3 separate regions of the Mus musculus genome follow, and all the other regions are linked to region 3. A link is a contact called in public Hi-C and Micro-C data. All regions are on one chromosome and are shown on one strand. Each heading gives the region's core, a stretch centred on a gene start, on an enhancer-like site or on the middle of the called end of the contact. The rest is flanking DNA. Distances are from core to core; before and after follow the strand shown. Region 1 holds the start of 4930599N23Rik (RIKEN cDNA 4930599N23 gene). Region 2 holds the start of Trim24 (tripartite motif-containing 24). Region 3 holds the start of Ubn2 (ubinuclein 2).

Region 1 (2,964 bases), core at 64-2,563, 680 kb before region 3:
TCTCCAGTTCCCGCCTTATTTTGAGACAGAATCTCTCACTGGGTTCCAGGGTTTGCCAATTGGTCTACTCTAATCCCATTTTATTACATTTTTGTAGTAATACTCCCCCCCCCCCCCAGCACACACCTTCCTAAGGATTGAGCCCAGGGGCTATACCCTCAGTTGCTCTTTTCTGTAGTATTTTATACTTAGAATAAAATTTTATTCATTTTAAATTAATTTTCTAAGCACTCACCTCCCAATTTTCAGCCTTCACCTTTCCTTTTTCCACTTTCCTAGTACCTCCCACACTCCACTGTGACCAAAGTGTTGGGTTTGCTTCATGCTCACTCAAAAACATCCTACTGTGTACACTTTCAAATCCAGACTGGACTAGAACTCAGAGATTGCCTGCCTCTGCCTCCCAAGTGCCGGGATTAAAGGCGCCTTCACACCTGTCGTGCCTGGTGTCTGAAGCGTCCAGAAGAGGGTGTCAGATCCCTCCTGGAACCAGGGTTACAGGCAGTTGTGAGCTGCTATGTGGGTGCTGGGAACCCGGCCGAGGTCCTCTTCCAGAGCAGTGCGGCCGCTTAACCTCCGATCAGCCCCATGGAATACTACTTGATTACAATCTTTTCTCACAACATACTAATGTCCTTCTAGGTCAAACCCAGAGAATTAACATGCTTGTTAAACTCTTGTTGTCTGAATCACCGTCTTACTGTTTCCAGTACTCCGTCCTCTCCTGTGAACATGACTTACTAACGCTTTTATTCCCGGGAGACTCCTGGAGGAAGGAATGGGGGTGCCAAAAGTCGTATTTTAATAGGTATACCCCCACACACCCCCGTTTACTTACCCCGAGAACGTTTAACTCCCAGGGTAACACACAGGAGAGTTCTTTCCGGTGAGGAATCGAACTAGGTGCATCACCTTTACTCAGAAGGGGCGAGGGAGGGAGGATCGGCCCCCTTTAAAGGACGTACCTACGCTTTCCTTCTGGAAATGCGGGATCCGCTACAAAAGCGGAGTGTCTGGCAATTCGGAGCGACTGTTTCCGTTTGTTCCGGGGTGCGGTGGGACCGGGTCCGTCGTCCCCGCTTCCGAGGCCCGCCTGCTAAAGCCCGCTTTGGCTCGGGCGACTTCTGAGCCCCCCTGAGCGCGCCGGCCGACGCACCAACCGGCCGCAACCGGCCGGCGCCGTCTGGAAACTTCGCTCGGCTTTTCCGAGATCGAGGTTGCTGACTGAACCCCCCGCGGCGTCCCTCGGGCCTAGCTGAACGCGCCACTCGCCTCACAGGACGCTGCTGCCTCGAAGGGAGCGGCCACGACTCCCTCAGACGCGGGAGTCCGGCCCCGTGAGGACCCGCGCCCCGCATCTCCGGCCGCGCGACGCCTCGAGGCACGCCGGGTCGCCCAGTGCGCGCGCAAGCGAGCGCGGGCCGCCGTCGAGCCGCGCGGTCCCCAGCTGGCGGCCCTAAGACAAGGGCGCCGGCTCCTCAGCTGCGGCCCGAGGGCGTGGCAAGGCCCCACGGCTCCTGTTTTCCCGGCCGGAGCCCGCTTTCGGTTTCGTTTCCTTCCAGCGAAACAGTGGGGCCCGGCCCGTGAAAGGCGCCGCCGTCCGTGCTAAGCCTCAGTCCGACGGCCATGGCCCAGGCCGCGGTGGCAGTGGCAGAGGTGACCCAGCTGCTGTGCGCGGCGGGGGGCGCCTTGGAGTTGGCGGAGCTGCGGCGCCGCTTGCGAACCAGCCTGGGGACCGACGCGCTGGAGCGGCTGCTGCGGGACTGCGGGCGCTTCGTGGTGGCCTCGCGGGCGGTCGTGGCCGTGGGCGCGGGCCGGGAGGCCGCGGCGGCAGCCTCGGAGCGCTTGGTGCTGGCCGTGTCGTCGCTGCGTCTGTGCCGCGCGCATCAGGGCCCCAAGCCGGGCTGCACCGGGCTCTGCGCGCAGCTGCATCTCTGCAAGTTTCTCATCTACGGCAACTGCAAGTTCCTGAAGACCGGGTAAGGACGCCAACGGTGGGCTTGGGCGGATGCTCCTGGCCCTCCACTCTCGGACCTCCACCCTCGTCCCGTGATTGGGGCAGACCGCTAGGTGACAGTTCCTCAGCCTCGCCTGTCCTTCACTCTCAAGAACGTTTATTGATCACCTACTTAGTGACTGGCAGTGTATGGTGGACTAGCACAGATAGAATGTGGTGCCAAGAGGGACACCTGAGCATGGCAGTATGGCCCCCAGGAGGGAAGCTGGTCCTCAGGGCTGCTTTGAGGAGCAGGCAGCAAGGCTTGCTGTCCCAGCTGTAAGGAGGCTTTGGAAGTGCCACTCAACTTCTGTTTGTCTGTTTACAAGCCGAAATTCAGAATTTCAAGATCCATAGAGAGTTCCGCTCTCCTCTAGCCACAGACCTTCCTGGGTGCCTTTCTACACCCCCACCCCCCACCCCCCACTTTGTTTCATTTAGGTGGCAGAGCCCTGTCTGGAATGCCCTTCCTGGTTTGCTTTTTTAGCGCCTCGGGCAGGAGCTGAAAGATTTTTCGCTTTTTTGAGCTTTCTCTAACTCTTCCACAACACACTTTATGTCCTTATTAGTCTGGGCTGCTCTCTGCTTGCACCTGCAAGGTGATTAGTGAAATCTGTTTATACTGAAGAATTTGGGCCTCACCTTAAAGGTGATAAGGCCTGTTGAATGTCAGCTGTGAGGTTTGTGTTTTAGGAAGATGTCTTGGGTAATGATTCGGGGATGCTGGGTTAGGAGAGGATGTTGGAGACTTCATGCTTCGAATCTAGTCCAGTTATCTAGAAGGATTAGTTTCTTCCCTCCCTGCTTCCTTTTGCTGTAACAGTAGACATCACTTTTTATGATGTCAGGTTAATAGTCACGTTGGGTTAGTAACCTTGACCTGTGTAGTCAATCAGGGATCCAGACTGGGTACAGCTGCACCCTCAACACTTTTGAGACAGTTCTAAGTATCAAGTTCTGGGGGCTGA
Region 2 (2,997 bases), core at 108-2,607, 560 kb after region 3:
GAGAAAAAAGATTTCCCTTCCTCAGTTACTTCGCATTTTAAAGACGTCAATTTGCCCAAATATTTGCAATATTAAAAGTTAAAAACTTCAAGTGTTCTCCCAGAAATAATTACTGCACTTCAAATCACTTTCAACGATTTAAACCTGGTAACATAAGCAAAGGAAACTACCTGTCAAAAACTAATTACCCAATAACACCACAAAAGAGAAAGTAACTTCCAACTACGGCATACAAAACACTTTGGAAGTCTATTTACTTTCTATCGTTTATCGAATCGCTCGAAATAAAATCTCCGAAAGCAGCAGACAACAAAACAACTTATCCCGGTTCCTTTGTCCCCTACGGAGGGGACAGAGAGGGAACTCATTAAGGTAAAAAGCCCGGAACGCACAAGATTCGAAACAGACGGCAGCCAATCTGCAATCAATCATCAAAGAAAATCCCCATCACTTCATCTCCATCCCTTCCTCCCCCCTCCGGCTCGCATAACCCGGGTGTACACGAGCTGATCCAGATCATATGCACCCGGACAAAGCTTTGCGGAGGAGCAGAGAGCAGCTAACTCGCCACAACCGTCAGAGCTCTGCAAAAGTGAGGGACCGCCGAGTCGCTCAGCCGGCGCGGGCCCATTTCACCCCCTCCCCAGCCGCGTGACAGCGGGTCGCGCCCGCCACCTCGCGGGCCCCTCTCACCTTGGGTGGCGAATGGCGAAGGACCACCGGCCGGGGAGCCCGGGGCGGGGGCGGGGGCGGGAGCGGGTGGAGGGGTCTCTGCCGAGCCCAGCGCGGGCGCCGTCAGCATGAGATAGCGCTGCGGCGCGGGCAAACAGCGCTGGCAGAACGAGTGCAGGCAGGGCAGCAGCTTGGGCACCCGGCTCTGGATGTTCTGGTGGCACACGGCGCAAGTGTCCAACAGGTTGAGCCGGGACGCCTCGCCGCCGCTCTCCGAGTCCGGGCCCTGCCGGCTCTCGGCCTCATTCTCCCCGCTCGGCGCCGCCGCTGCGGGGCCTCCGGCCGGAGCCGCTGCCGCCGCCGCCTTCTCCACAGCCACCTCCATTGTCCTGCGGCCGCCGCCGGGGAAGCGGGAGCGCGCTCACCGCCCGCCGCCCCCGACGACCTCCGCAGCCGCCGCCGCCTCCCGCTTCTCCGAGGCCGAACGGACTCGCGGAGGGAGCACAGGGAGGAAGCCACCTCCCGAGTGGCGCGGCCGGAAGACGCGGAGCTGTCAACGGGGACCGGTTCCCGCACCGCGACGCCGCCGCGCGGGCCGATAGGCAAACCGCCACCGAGACGCTCGATTCCGCCCAGCGCGCCCGCCCGTGCCTAGCAGCCTTTCTCTCGGGCCCCTTGGACCACCGCGGGCCCCGCCCCCACCTCCCTCTCCCAGCAACCGCGGCGACTGCGAGCCGAGCGCCATCCAATGACCGCCGCGCCTGCCCAGGGGGCGGGGTCTGCAGAAGCCCGCGAGGCTCGGACGGCCCCCGCGGGAGGTTGGGAGTGGGCGGGGCTAGCCCCGCCGGACGCGAGGACCGCGGCCGCTGATTGGCTCGCTGTGTGTGTGTCTCTCTTCTGTAGATTGTAAAGGAATCATTTGTTAAGGAGCCAGAGCAGGCATCGGGTTCCGCCCGCCGCTATGGCCCCGCCCAAGGGGCGGGGGCTCTGCCCAGTCTACCCAGCCTGATTAATTAAGAAACTGCTTGGAAAACTGCTTTTACTACTGGAGACTTAAATGGGTAAAGGAGTAAGATCGTGGGAGGGCCACGGGAGGATGAAGAAGTAAGTTACGTGCAAACGAGAAGAGACCCAAAACCGGGTTGTATGAGCCCACATTGTGTGAAAGGGGGAGTGTGCAGGCAGCTTTACTCTTTTTGTGGCCTGAATTTATCTCTGTGATGAATTAATGAGAATGATGTAAAGGGGGAGAAATTACAAATTTGTCGGAACTTTAAAAGACCTCAATGGAAAAGGGTGAAATTAATTTTGCTTCTTAAATGAATAAAAGCAGTTAATTTTTTTGAGGACTAAATAAATGATCTGCAAGTGTCCATAGTACCTGAATATTAAACTCTTAAAAAAAAAAAAAAGGCAGACGTGGTAGCACACACCTATACTAATACTCCAGAGGCAAAGGCAGGAAAATCACTACAAATTCAAAGTTATTCTAGGTTTTAGTCAGTGTAAAAGCCTGTCTCAAAAGGGGGGGGGGGGACCTCAATTCTGGTTTTAGAGTTTCAGTATTATATTTCATGTCTTCCTTCTCCCGTGCTTGTTACCGGAAATTCTGGGGAGTCCCATGGGAAGTGCCACCTGTTACTAGGGAAATCAGAGTCCCCTCTTGAGGTTCTTAGTCTCATTAATAAAAGAATTTAAGAAGAGCCTCAAAAGAAGCTGGAGGAAATTTTATTAGAGTTTAAAAGAAAAGAAAGAAAAAAACCAATGCAGGCAAGCTGTAAATCTCAGCAGCTGCCCAGAGGAAGATGGAGAAGTGGAAGAGATGCCATGCCATTTGTGTTAAACAGCCACATGGTTACAGCAGCCACATGGAGGGGAGCTTTAGAGAAAGAGTAAGGAAGCCGAAACTATCAGAGACTGTGTATTAGGCTAACACCCAAAAGAAAAGAGAAGACAAAGAGAAGGTTGGGAGTTTCTGAGACAGAATAGACAGAAATCCTGGAGAATCTCGTGGGGAATCTGGAACTACTGCACTATGGGCCAGGAATTTGGGGGAAGAACACTGTTTATTAAAGAGATTATTCCTCTGTGTCTTTAGCGTGGCTGAAGGTGAACCTGCCTTTCTAAGGGATGGTCCCTTATCCAGGTGATGGGCAGACTCAGCTGGATTAAGGTTTACAGAAGGAGACAATGGCGTGACTCTACCTCAAAGGTAGATTTCATTGGGTTATGATTAGTAGGCAACATTTTTCCTTTAATGGACCTTTAATAAGAATAATAAAAATTACATTTTCAGCCAAAAGCTGCGTAAAAAGCCAAGCTCAG
Region 3 (2,805 bases), core at 74-2,573:
AAGACAATGTGCACAAACTCAACACACACACACACACACACACACACACACAAAGCTAACAATATTTACCAACACAAGTGCAACCACATTACGAATCCACTTTTTCATTCCTAACGTGGAATCATTAGTTTCTGAAAATGTTTAATTTCTCTTAAATCCCCTTCAATCAAGGAAAATAAACCACCCGGCCACGAGCCCATCTCAGCAGCCCTGGCGCACGGTACAGCTGGGTTGAGGAAGGATGAGGATGAGCCGAGAAGGGGTCACACAATCTCTCCGCTTCAGACCGGGGGGCGTGTCCCCCAAGGTTTTTTTTTCGCTTCCCTTCTACCGGAACGACAGATGGAAGTGCCACAAGAAGCTAGCCGCACGGCTCACAGGGCCTCGGGATTTGGTGTGGGGAACAGAAAGGAAAAGGAGGAAAAAGCTGAGGTTTCGAAAGGTGCACAGGAAAACCGGCTCGGCGCGGTGTGGTGGGGGCAGCATCGGCCACCCAGGAGGGCCGAGCCGCGCAGCTCCCGCCCCGTCTAGCTGCCCGGCCCCCGCCACCCCACCCCCGGGGCGAGCGAAGTGCAGAGCAGCCCGGGCAGGCGGCGGGTCCGGAGGCGCCCGGGCTGTGGGGCGGCCGGGAGGGAGGGACCCTCTGTACCCGTTGTTCTCCGCACAGCAGCAGCTCCGGGTAGCTGAACTCCACGCAGCTTTCGTCCGTGGGGTCCTTGAGCACCAGCTCCAGGCGAACCGTCTCCTTCGGCGGTCGCGGCGGCGGCTCCGCCCGGGAAGCCGACTCCCGCGGAGGGGGAGTCTGCAGGGGCAGCGGCGGCGGCGGCGGCTCGGGCCGCGGGGGCTCGCGCTGCAGCGCCATGGGCGGCTCGGCGCGGCTGACCTCGCGCTGGGGGAGCGGCTTGTCGCGCGCCGGGGGCTGCGCGTCAGCGCGGGGGGCCGGCTCCGCCCGGGCCGGCTCGCGGTACGGCTGCGGCTCCAGTCGGGGGGGCTCGCGCTCGGCGCCCGCGAAGTCGGCCTCGCGTCGCCTCACCGGTGACAGGCTAATGAACGCGACTCTGCGCGGCTCCGCCATCCCCACTGTTCTGGCCCTCGGCGCTCGCTCGAGCCGGCTCTCGCCTCGACGCCGCACGGCGCGCCTGCCCGCCTCTCCTTCTGCTCTCCGTCACTTTTCTTCCCTCCAGCACCCTCAGCTGTCCCCGCGGACGCCACCGTGAGTGCGGACCGGGTCCCCGTCCCCGCTACTACGTTCTGATGGGCTCCACCGCCATCGCCAGGGTCGCCGCAGCCGCCATGTTGGATCCCCCACATAAATAGAAGCAGGCCGCTGAGCGGGCGCATGCGCACACTCGAGACGCTCGCGTCCACAGTCGTGGCTGTTGCTCAGTTTTCCCCTTTTCCTCTCAACAGTCTGGAGGCCAGACAGCTCGGCGGAAGTGACGTCACAGACAGGCCTGTCTCCGTGGCAACGGGGACGCTCTCTGCTTTGCTTTCAAAGGAGGGGTTTGGGGTTCCCTGAGTGATTTCCTCCTCTCGCCCGGAAACCGAGGCACGCTCGCCGATCCCTTAGGGTGAGCGTCGCGATGTGCCTGGGACCGACACAGTCATGGCGCCGGGTCCCGCCCGACGTTGGCCTCTGGCTCTCGGCGCTGGGGAACAGGGTTGTCAGCTGAGGATTCCAGGCGGACCCAGGGCAGGGGTGAGGGGCTCGCGGCCCGGCGCCGGGCCCGCCGGTCTGTTGTCCCGTCACCTGAGGTGTCCAGGGTAGAAAGGCGAAAACTAAACTCTCCTCAGACCCCTCCCGAAAGCGCTACGCTGCCTCCCACACCGCTGCCTCCCACACCTCTTCCTAGCCGCTTTGCGCATGGCGGTGAGACGTTCAGTGACGCGCCTCAGTTGGGAAATTGAACTGGCAAAGGAACAGTTCTTGAAGACTTGAACGTCTTGGCAGCCTTTGGTGTTATTTTAGGGGACATGCTCCCGGGGGAAGAAAATTCACGGCTCATCTTTGAGTGGGAAGGAGCGTTGCTTAGGCTTCGTTGGAGCATCGTGGGAAACGAACTGGAATTCAGATTTTAACGGACGAGAATTACTAGCCCTTTTCATCTATTCAATAGAAAGGGAATTGAAAGACTCCCTTGCCGCATCCTCAAGGAAACCCAAGCTTGTTAATTGCATCAACTATATTAGATGTTGAAGAGCTGAGTCAAAGAGTCGTCACAGACGTTTTTAATATTTGCTCTTCTATTCCTTTCCAAAGGTGTACCAAATGGTGATGGAATGTTCAACCCAAAAGATTGTGCTAGCTCTAAGCCAGGTGTAGAGATGTATCCCTTTAGTGTCAGGAAGATACAGGCTGTTACATTTCAACATGGTCCACATAGACAACTGCAGGTCAGCTAACACTTCTTTTTTTTTTTTTTTTTTTTTTTTTTTGGTTTTTTGAGACAGGGTTACTCTGTGTAGCCCTGGCTGTCCTGGAACTCACTCTGTAGACCAGGCTGGCCTCTGCCTACCGAGTGCTGGGATTAAAGGCATGCGCCACCACGCCCGGCCAGCTAACACTTCTTAATGGAAGTGGGTGCACTCTGGAGCCAGGCGGATCTCTATGAGTTCAAGGCCAGCCTGGTCTATTTAGTGACTTCTAAGACAGCCAGACCTACATAGTGAGACCCTGTCTGGAAAAAAAAAAAAAAAAAAAACTGGCAGCAGCAACAAGAAAAAAAAAAGAGGAAGATGATGAATTTCTTCCTTACAATGCTGCAATATTTTCTTGACACTATATTTTACCTCCAACATTCCTTC

Evidence for each region. A called contact is a pair of places that touch in the nucleus more often than the background predicts.
Region 1: a contact with region 3 is called in a Micro-C map of embryonic stem cells, with 3 times the contacts expected there. The contact joins the promoter of 4930599N23Rik here to the promoter of Ubn2 in region 3. A contact is called at or near these places in 2 of 39 promoter capture datasets (both in liver), 1 of 484 Hi-C or Micro-C datasets (embryonic stem cells), 2 of 115 datasets of contacts at active chromatin or transcription factors (bone marrow-derived macrophages and memory CD8 T cells) and 1 of 9 other capture datasets (liver).
Region 2: a Hi-C map of uterus shows a contact between it and region 3, with 7 times the contacts expected there. The contact joins the promoter of Trim24 here to the promoter of Ubn2 in region 3. A contact is called at or near these places in 4 of 39 promoter capture datasets (cranial neural crest, hippocampal neurons, liver and 1 more), 6 of 484 Hi-C or Micro-C datasets (CD4 T cells, Th1 cells, cardiomyocytes and 3 more) and 1 of 9 other capture datasets (pancreatic islet).

What each region holds. Positions count from the first base shown.
Region 1 is chr6:39,116,822-39,119,785 of GRCm38.p6, reverse strand. 4930599N23Rik (RIKEN cDNA 4930599N23 gene) reads right to left here and starts at 1,313. Exons shown (of 4, transcript NR_045813.1): 1 at 966-1,313. Parp12 (poly (ADP-ribose) polymerase family, member 12) reads left to right here and starts at 1,437. Exons shown (of 12, transcript NM_172893.3): 1 at 1,437-1,979. The coding sequence starts at 1,627.
Region 2 is chr6:37,869,171-37,872,167 of GRCm38.p6, reverse strand. It overlaps Trim24 (tripartite motif-containing 24), which reads right to left and starts at 1,357. Exons shown (of 19, transcript NM_145076.4): 1 at 694-1,357. The coding sequence starts at 1,057.
Region 3 is chr6:38,432,443-38,435,247 of GRCm38.p6, reverse strand. Ubn2 (ubinuclein 2) reads right to left here and starts at 1,323. Exons shown (of 17, transcript NM_177185.4): 1 at 650-1,323. The coding sequence starts at 1,075.